Regions from separate parts of the Columba livia genome. Here all the other regions are linked to region 2. A link is a contact called in public Hi-C data. All regions are on one chromosome and are shown on one strand. The core of a region is the stretch at or near the end of the contact, and the rest is flanking DNA. Distances in the headings are between cores, read along the strand shown.

The links. Hi-C and Micro-C count contacts between places; a contact is called where the count stands out from the background.
Region 1: a contact with region 2 is called in a Hi-C map of crop, with 1.6 times the contacts expected there. The contact joins two enhancer-like sites. A contact is called at or near these places in 2 of 2 Hi-C or Micro-C datasets (crop and liver).
Region 3: a Hi-C map of liver shows a contact between it and region 2, with 2.0 times the contacts expected there. The contact joins the promoter of NCOA2 here to the enhancer-like site in region 2. A contact is called at or near these places in 2 of 2 Hi-C or Micro-C datasets (crop and liver).

The regions. Positions count from the first base shown.
Region 1 is chr2:127,750,913-127,754,209 of bColLiv1.pat.W.v2, reverse strand. The region is part of intron 13 of NCOA2 (nuclear receptor coactivator 2); the gene reads left to right. Among named protein-coding and RNA genes, the nearest start is that of PRDM14, 46 kb to the right of the region's middle. Within about 2 kb of position 1,994, at least 2 of the 3 cell types and tissues checked have an H3K27ac peak away from gene starts, as active enhancers do.
Region 2 is chr2:127,821,988-127,825,217 of bColLiv1.pat.W.v2, reverse strand. All of the region lies in intron 3 of NCOA2 (nuclear receptor coactivator 2), which reads left to right. Among named protein-coding and RNA genes, the nearest start is that of NCOA2, 82 kb to the left of the region's middle. Within about 2 kb of position 1,422, at least 3 of the 3 cell types and tissues checked have an H3K27ac peak away from gene starts, as active enhancers do.
Region 3 is chr2:127,904,272-127,907,226 of bColLiv1.pat.W.v2, reverse strand. NCOA2 (nuclear receptor coactivator 2) reads left to right here and starts at 1,690. Exons shown (of 25, transcript XM_065053753.1): 1 at 1,690-1,944.

The DNA of each region.
Region 1 (3,297 bases), core at 745-3,244, 72 kb after region 2:
ACTACAGTGTGGACACAGCGTTGTTAAAATCTCAGTTATCCAGACGTCTCCTAAGGTTACTTCACTTCTTGTCTTTCAACAGAATTTGACAGCTATTGCTATTATGTAGGAGCAGTTGTGTTTTTTCAGGCCTTCTAGGGGGAGATTGAGCCAAATTAGACTAATTTGTACAGGGATTAATCCTCAATCGTGGATATTAGTTTAGTTCTGAATACAGCTACTACTTTGTAGTGCCTGTAGAGGGAGGGTTTAGATTCTCTATGAGAACTTATGCTTTGTTAGGCTAGAAAAACACAGCTATCAAGAAATTCACAGCTAAACTGGCAAGAATAAACTATAGTAAAAATATTTAATGGATTTCAATTCTTAGTTCAGATCCTATATACTGAAGTAAATACTGGATTGAAGGCAGAGATCCTTCAGTCCTCCGTATTTGATACTGGGCAAAAACATAGAATTTGGTAATCACAAAAAAAAATTGTGTCTGAGTAGATCAAAACCGTGGCTTTCAGATAGTTTACTCCCCAAGAATTAAATTCCTCTGGAATTTAGCTGTTTAGTCCAGGTAGTCCTATGAGCTCCTTTTATCGTTGATGGAAAAATAGAAAAATACTCCTTTAATGTGTGCCCAAATTGGGAAGGTAAGCTGCTCCTTAGTGATGTTCTCATTGACTAGTGGTAGCCTGGATGGCTAGTTTAGACTAGGTGCCTTTTTCATGACTAAAGATAGCTAAGTTGCATCTCACCCTAAATGTAAACAAATAACTTATAAATATGACTTTAAAGAGACTTCAGTGTATATGAGCATTGCCAGCCTCAAGCATTAGAAAATCAGGTCCCCAGTACTATGAACTTTGTAAAGTGAATATTCATTTTTTATTTTTAGGCTTCATGTTTCTGAGGTCAGGGGAGGGGTTTGAGGGGTTTGGAATATAAACTGTGGATGTGTTGCCTTTTCTTAAAATTTGAAGACAGAGATTGTCTCCCAGGAGAGAGGGAACTGGAGGTACAGGAAGGTCCAGGAGTTGGGGCTGTTCAGAAAACCACGAAGCAGTGCAGGAGTCACGTTGAAGTGGTGAGGGCTGAAATGCTGAACCTTTCTCAGCACCGAGGTGAGGAGAAGCCAGTCCTGCAGCTGGATGGAAGGCTGCTGGATAATGACAGAAGGGCTTTTCTTGCTCCCGCTGGTTGTAAATAGAGTTTTAAAACCTACTTAAAATGCCGTGAAACCTGGAGCTGAATAAACAGAAGTCCAGTGTGGAGTAGGAGAGGAAATAGCGGGGAATATAAAATAGTGTAACCATTTAGCTAGCTGAAGGCCAGGCCTTTAAACAAATAACCACTTTACCCCAATTATAAAAATCACTGAAAATATTTAGCATCAGAAACTCTTCAGCTTTGGAAGATGGTCTCCCACAGGAAGTGCTCATTGCCTAAATTTAGATCAAAGCTGGAACTATTTAGTACAAGACCAGAACACAGATTCTTGTGCTAAATTCTTCCATCCCCCTGCATACTTCCCCCCCTCTTCTTCCTCCCATATGTAAAAATTAGCCGTGTGCTTGTGTTACCTGTTTTGCAGGTTTATTTAAAACAACTTATCCCTGGGGAATGTTGTATTTTTAAGTAGTCACCGGAATGTGCAGTTTCTCTGGAAAGTGTAGCAGAGCAGCGATGTGGTGGCCTCTGCAATGGATATCGGGGAGCTGGGAGGCAGCAGAGCCATTGCGTTTGCTCCTTTTACTTTTGGTGTGACTTTCTGAGCAGGAAATGCTTTGAAGTGCACCACTGCACTAAAAATAGCGGTCTTCTAGGTAGAGTGTTTAAACATACACTTCTGCAGAGAGCAGCAACTGACAGGAAGCCTTTCGCAAATGGCAGAGAATATTTCCAGCGCTGCCGTACCTTTTTCCCTTCCTTGGTGGGATGATGGTTATCAAGCTCTATTAGGCTGATTGCTGTTCCAGTTAAGGCAGCTGTGGGGGAGACGATGAAAGAGGGACCTGCTGGGGAGGCTCAGCAGGGCTTTTCCTACAGCACCAACAGTAGTAGGACTTGCTATTAAGCGCCGTGAGGGTTCATGCTGTTCTCCACTGTTAGAAGGGGAAGGCAGTGGAAACATGAGTCCTGATTAGCTACAGGTGTGTTTCATAGGGTGTCCCTCTGCAGTAAAACTGCCTTCCTCCACTCTCCTTGTCCCTTGTGGGGCTGTGCGGTGGGACTTCATTCTGCACATTCCTTCCCTGTTCACTGCTGCTTGTGCTGTCTCGCAAAAAAAATACCTCTTGTTGTGCTCCTGGCTGCAGCCAGCACACGCTGCTGCTGGTGAGGAGCACCCCATGTGGTGGTCAGCAGCTGGTCAGATCTGCCCAGGATGGGCTAACAGCTTGAGGGGAGGAGAGTGAAACTATAGGGTTATGTCAGAGAAACGTCATGCACTGAACAGTGTTGGGTTTTGCCTTGCTAAAGAAACATTCTGTTGAGCCCTATTGTTTTGCACTGCAAAACTCTTCTGTAAAATTTGGTATGGATTCTTATATTCATATAACAGATGAAGAAACCAAGACATAGAATTTTGAAATAGCTTGCTCTCTGAGAAAATGCTTGGCATAATGTAGAATAAAATACTTACCTCTGTAAGTGTACTTTCCTCTTTTTTAGCCAGTAGACAATATAGACAACCCGTTTGTCTGACAGGCAGAAGACTTTGCTATGGGACTTTGCTATGCCACAGTCTCTCCCAGTATTGTTCCAGAAATCATCTGAAGTGTTTTGTCCTAAAACTTAGAAACCATTTTGGTGTTCCTCACACACTTCATCAACTCTGCTCTCTTCTTGATTTATGTGGAAACCAGTATCTTCCCAATACTGAAATATTTTTCTGTACTCATGCCTCTCATCTTCCAAAAATCTATTTCTTGATGTCCAGAACCATTAAATTAATCAAAGACATTGGTTTCTTCTTGATCAAAACCTTAGAATAAGGATTCCATTTTCTGAGTGTCTTTCAATTAGGGTTCTGTTTCCAGAAGTTAGTAGTAGATTAGCCTGATAATATAATGGGATTTCTAGCCAATTGTTTGTTTGATGCAGTTACCAAGGAGAAAAAGATGGCATTGATTCCACTTCTGATTTATTTTTTCCTTCTTTTTTTTTTTTTTTTTTTTTAATAATCCTTTAATTTATGGCCACTTTAGAGCAGGGATTTGGTTTTGTTTACCTTGTATGACCAAATGTTCTGCCCAGGCTACAGGGGTAGCTAATGAGCTAACTTGGAGTTTATATAAGGTAGGTATA
Region 2 (3,230 bases), core at 173-2,672:
AATCCTAATTTTCAGGGGCAATTTTTGTTTTCACTGTGAGCATTCATTTAATTTCCCTATTAGGACAAGCTGGGTAGTTGTTTCCCCCTACTTTTAAAACCACAGGTACTATAAATGCTTTGCAGCCCTGATTTGCATGTGGTTCTGGATTGCAACTAGCCAGAAATGCTGGAGCATTTTTCAGGGGGAATTCATAGCAGTATGATTGTGCTCCAAGGGAGTTAACTGGGAAGAACAAGGTTGGTACAGTATGCTTACTGAATATGGAAATAATAATAATTATTAAGCTAACCAACAAGAAATGTATTCTTAATAAAATGTGTGGGTTTTTTCAGTATAATCATGTGACTGTATAATACAAAAATTGCTTTGAGAGTGGGTCAAAGATTACACATAGCAGAGACTTGTGTGATTGGTTATGAACAAGCGAAAATAGGGTAAACTTTTGACCCGGCAGCAGCAAATGGAACTGTGTAAAGCACCTACAGATGGCAGGATTTAAACATATAGTCGGTCTCTCACCCTTTCACAGCAATTACGATCATATTACACCAGGCACAGAGGGGAAGGTGCTCCGTAACTGTGATACAGTGCGTCTTTGAAAGTTTTGAATATGCAGTTGCGTGTTTTGTTTTTGTAGGACCATCAATTAGCTCAGCCAGAAGAATTCCACTTTTGTTGCTTGTGTTTGACTCGACGAGTTCCTGACCAGCGTGCCAAGTCCATTTGGAACAAAAAAATCATTTGAACAGTCTGAATAATGTTGATAATTCAGACTGCAGCGGATTTATTGCTAAGCTTGAAAGACTCGGTGGAAGTTTTATGCTGTTGCGCTGCTGATGTGGGGTTGAAGGGACGAGGAGAATGTGGCCGCAGAGAGAGGTTTGGGAAACAACACCCTCAAACTAGCTTCTTGCGTCCTTGTGTAGATCTTCCTGTTTGAGTTGTAAGTTTGCAAAGCTTGAACAGCAAAAAGACCAGATGATGGACTGTGTTTATTTGACAATATTGTGGCTTTTAGACAATTCAGGGGCTTTCAGGTTTTTTTGTACCTATGAAATACTTCACAAATTAGAAAAAGTGAGTCTTGTGAATTAGAGATGAAATGCTTTCCCTTGAACTTGTTAGTTAACAAAATCAGAAGCCCAGTTGCACTTTTGGCACAGAGTGATGGTTCTGAAGTCGTCCAAGCGTATTTCGTGTAATTCACTGCCTTTTGGGGAACTGATTGAAGCAGGAGTTGAGGGACAGGGTTTTTGTGTGTCTGTCCACGCATGTGTGTGGACTTCTCCCAGGTTTGGTTTTATTTATCACACTTTGACGTATCAGCATTTGGGGAAAAATGTCTGAATTATAGAAGGCATGCTTCCTTCTAGTTGTGATCCAGCCACTATCTTCTCCCTTTCTGTCTCTCTGCTTTGCCTTCTGGCCTGTAATCTGATGCGTGTGCCAGATGTGGGGAGGTGGAGCAGAAGCAATCCAAGCTTTTAGACTATTTCATGGAGGGGGTTATTTTATTATATCTGTGGTTCACAAAAATTTTCCTTTGGTTTTCCAGAATGACTTCTATGGAGAGTAGAAATTGCAAGCATATGGTAATAAGCTAAATAAGATACTGAAAAATGCTTTTTGGAGGAAGAGAGAGTTTTCAAATATGGATTAAGAAAAGGATTTTTTTTTTTTCTTTTAAAATCATGCTGAAGCTTGCACTGTACTTGGGCTGCTGGGTTTAATTCCCTTTTTTTGGAGACAAATTGTATTCATTTTAGCCATGCCTGTACCTGCAGCAAAGAGCTGCTGCTGGAAGCTTTAAGGCACTTAAGCAACTCAGTGATTGCTACCTCATGAGTTTGATCCAGTCACATAAGATTTTTAAACTTTCATGGTTGTTAAATACAGTAAAACGAAAACTACCTTTCTCAAATGCCAGACAGCACACACTATTGTAGATTAATGCCTTCTACCGTTTTCTAACCCCTATCCCACCAAAAAAAGAACCATCAGCAAAACAAGCCTTAGGTTGTTTATGAATACCACCCATGCATTCCCCTCTTTTACTGATGAGCAGCCTCAGATATCCAGGTTTGAGCCACAGTCAAAATTTGCCTGGACTCCTTGAAGCCCCAGATCTTCCTTGGAGGCTTCTGAGCCCCCCGAGTGCTGCCCCTCGCTCCCAGCAGTGGCCAGAGATAGGGGTTTGGCAGAGTGACCCACAGACCTCCTTAAAACATCGTGGGGTAACCTCGGTCTAAAGGTGTAATAGCAGCATGGTTCCTCAATGTGAGGTGGTTGTGTCTGTTGTGTTAACGGCTTTAATGAATTAGTGCTGTCTGATGGCAGCTGTTCCGCCTGAAAACGGGGGCAGTTATTGCCAGCTTTCTGCCTCCTAAGTACCAGCTTCACATAGGTGTTCTGGGTTTGTTGTATTATACTTGGGAGTTGCAAAAACCAAGAGCAACTCAGTAAAGAAAAAATGTTCTTAATATATGGAGTAGAAAGGAAAACTAATTAAAGAGATGGGTTTCGTACTTCAGAAAGGAAGCGATTTTATCTAGTTATGTTCTTTCATGTTCTTTTTGAAGTATAAAAAGGTATTGAAATGTTGTTACTGAAATGTTGTTATTGAAACATTATTTGAAATATTATGGGATTATTCCTGTAGTTTCACTGATTAAAATAGAAACCTAATTGAAGGATGTGTACCTTTCATAGGTATTTTGCAAATAATAGCCTAACTAGTTTTGTAATCCTGTAACTGAAATATCTCCAACAATTACTTCTACTTAATAAATATGCTATGTGCTTCTATAAAACGTAAAACATGTTAACACATTGACCAAAAAGAGGGTTATATTAAGTGTTTAATATACTATATACTGTCTGTGTAGTATTTACCAGTGGCACATGCTTTACGGTGCCTGCATTTTCTTCTTTGAGGTTCTGATCATTATTTCTTGCCGTGGTATAACAGAGCTGCTTATAATTCCTAATCATTGCTGGAAATAAAATAGTTAAAATTACTCTCCTAGTATCACTCAAAGCTAAGTACGAAGGTTTCCATTATGAGTTGCACAAAAAGTTCTTATCTACCCCTTGGTAAGTAGGTGAAATGCCTGTGCGCAGTACGTGTAAGCTTAGTTTCCTTTCAGTGTTGTCTAAATATCTAATTTAGTTTTCCGTTCTATGTACTCTGAGAGAGTAACTGACAAAAGCTATAATTTCTTAGACTG
Region 3 (2,955 bases), core at 441-2,940, 82 kb before region 2:
TGGCTTATGGTCATAGAATTAAAAACATTCTTCTTCCATTCTTCCCTTCTTTCCTTTCCTTCTTTTATTCCAGCAGACCACTGTTTCATTTAGCATAGGAGAACCAATGAATCACGACTGTGAGGTAAATGAGATTATTGCCTGAATAACTGCTAGTTTATTTGCTACAGAGATTTGCACAGATATAACAAATGAGGCCAGAGGAAAAGCTCTCTCTCTCCAGAACTCTTTGCCCCAGGTTTTTTTCTCATACAAGCAACCCTTATTTGCCATGTCATTTCAAAGTAATATTCTGAATTCTCTGCGCTCCAGACAGAATTAACCTTCAATAACTTTGCTGCCTGCCTGTGTATAGGCAGGGTAGAAGAGCTTCATGAAGACAGAGTAATTTCTCTGCCAATTATGGCTGATGTGGAGGAACATTCAGAAAGGTTGTCCTCTCCAGCTGCTGCAGCCCAGTGCTGGAACATGCTCTTCTGGACATGATGCCAAAAGTACTCCCCCTAAAACAGTCACATTTAAAGTAGGTAGGATCTCTGGTTAATTTAGCAGCAAAGCTCTAACTGAGCATATGCAAACTACAATCCCTCCACCCCCATTTCCTAATGGAACTCAATTCAAATACATTTCCAGTGATCATCCCTCCCATACTCGAGTTCTTTCTCAAGAAGAGGAAAATATTAGAAGTTTTCAGCAATTTGGTTGCAAAGACTTTTTTTCAAATGGGAGATGAGGGTAGGAAAGACAGTTCTATTTTAATTTGTTTGGAGAAACAATTGAACTATTTTTGCCCAATGAAAGAAAAAAGCTTAAAATAAATGAGTCAAACACAAGTGTGGGAAATTGTATGCAGCTCAGTAGGACAAAATATAACCATCTGAAAAATAAGAGTTATGATCGAGAAAGTATTGGACAAGCCTAATTGCAAGCAGAGTTAGACATATCACCAGTATCAGTGTATAATCTGTGGATAGCTGCAGAAAAACTTGAGGCTGCACACCCATGTAAGAAAATGTAAAAAATAACAATTGTTACCATGTGTAGAGTACAGCTCGCCATTATCGACACACACAAAAATGTAAAGCTTTTCTTTTAAGATAGGATTTCTGCAGCGTGGAACGCTTCTTGAACTAAAGGGCAATGTTTAACAAACATCCTCCAGCCCTTAATAATTTTTAACTCACATATGCACTCCTCCAACCTCGAAAAAGCCTTTATCTTCATCCCCCAGTTCCTGGGAGCGAGATACAGTTGATGCTGTGTATTTGTGACACGATTTCCAGCACGTGTGTGTTTTCCTTAATTTTTTCTTTTCTATTTTTGTTTTTCCAGGGGCAAAAAAAGGAAATAAGAACGTCCCCGCTGCCCCCTGGCTTTTGTGAATATGACCCACTGAACGCCCTATTAAGGCTGATTGCTCCAGTCTCGCTTGCGAGCGAGGTTCCTCCGAGAGCGGACCGCAAAGGGCCACATTTAAAGTCTGGCCCTCCGAGGGCGAAGGACTTTTTTCATTTTTCCCTTCCCCTTTCTCTCCCGTTCGGGTACCGGGGAGGAGGCTCCCGGGATCGCTGCGCAGCGCTGCGAGCCAGCGGGGCGGCTGCCATTGTCCCTGCGGGCGGGGAGCGGGGCAGCCCCGCGCTCCGCCGAGCGGCATCGGCGACGGGCGGCGGCGGCCCCGGCCGCGCCGCGGTGCCGCCCGCCCAGCACAGCACGGCACGGCCCGGCCTCCCCCAGCGCGGGGCCCGGCCGCTGCCGTCGTGCCCGGGGGCAGGGGGGAGTGACTTGTGCCTCCCCCCGCCTCCTCCCCGTCCAGCCCTCCTCTGGGTAGAAGGGGAGGAGGGCGAGTTGTGGGAGGGTCTCCATTGAAATAAACAAGCAGGCAGTTATTAAAACGGGAACATGGCGGCCGCAGCCCCAGCTTCAGCTTCATCTTACAAAGCGAAGGTCAGCGCTGGCGGCAGCAGCGGGAGACGGTACTGACCCCGGTAACGGCTCCCGCACGCCCCCTCGGCCCCGGCGGGGTTGGGGGTGTGCCCGAGCCCCCCGCGCCTCCACGGCCGCCTTGTGTAATGCCGGGGGGACGCCCGGGGCCGCGCCGGTGCGCGGAGGGGCGGCGTTGGCGGGCGGCACCGCGGCCGCGGTGAGGCGGCTTCCCCTGCGCCGGCGGCGGGGGGGAGTGGGGCAGGAGCCGCGGCCCCCTCCGTGGGGAACCGGGGGTAGGGGTTCGCGGGGATGCCCCTCGTCGGGGCATAGTGCTCGCACCTCGGGGGCCCGGCGGGGGCGGATGGGGGGGGCACAGGCTTACTTCGTCGGGACGTCCCCCATTTCGGCTGAGCGGGGGAGGGAGGGATACGGCACCCCACCCTGTGGAGGGGGCTGGTTTCCTGCTCCCAGGCCAGGCGGAGGTCGGGTGCCGCCTCTCCGCGCCCCTGGCTTGGGGCAGTAGAGGGAGAAAGTGCGAGGAGCCGGGGAGGCGACGGGTGCTGCGGCTGATGCGGGGGGGCAGGGAACTGCCCTGCCTGTGCTGAGAGGATGGGGCAGCTGGGGTACGGAACACAATTTTGAAGGGATTGGTTAGGACATTCCCCCCCTCTCTTTCCCAAGCACACACCGATGGGGAAACTTGGAGGGAGGGTCTCTTCCCGGTGACAAAAGGGGTGATTTGGGGAACAGGGCGGTGTTCACCCATTCCCCGTGTGACAACGACTTGGCGGGCAAGGGTGCGGGCCGCTTCGTTTTCCCTCAACGGGGCCGAGCTGGCCGTCCCGTTCCCCGCGCCGGGCAGGAGCCGCGCTGCCCGGTGCCCTCTTCCCTTTCGCCGAGGCGCCCCGCCGTTGCTCCGCGCCCGCAGGAGACGCGCGGGGCTGGAGGGGCCAAAGCGGGCAACTTCTGTAACTTTCTGCGCGGGGGTTGCGTCTGTGTGTGTGCGCAGCGCAGCGCCGGGCCGGGCTGTGC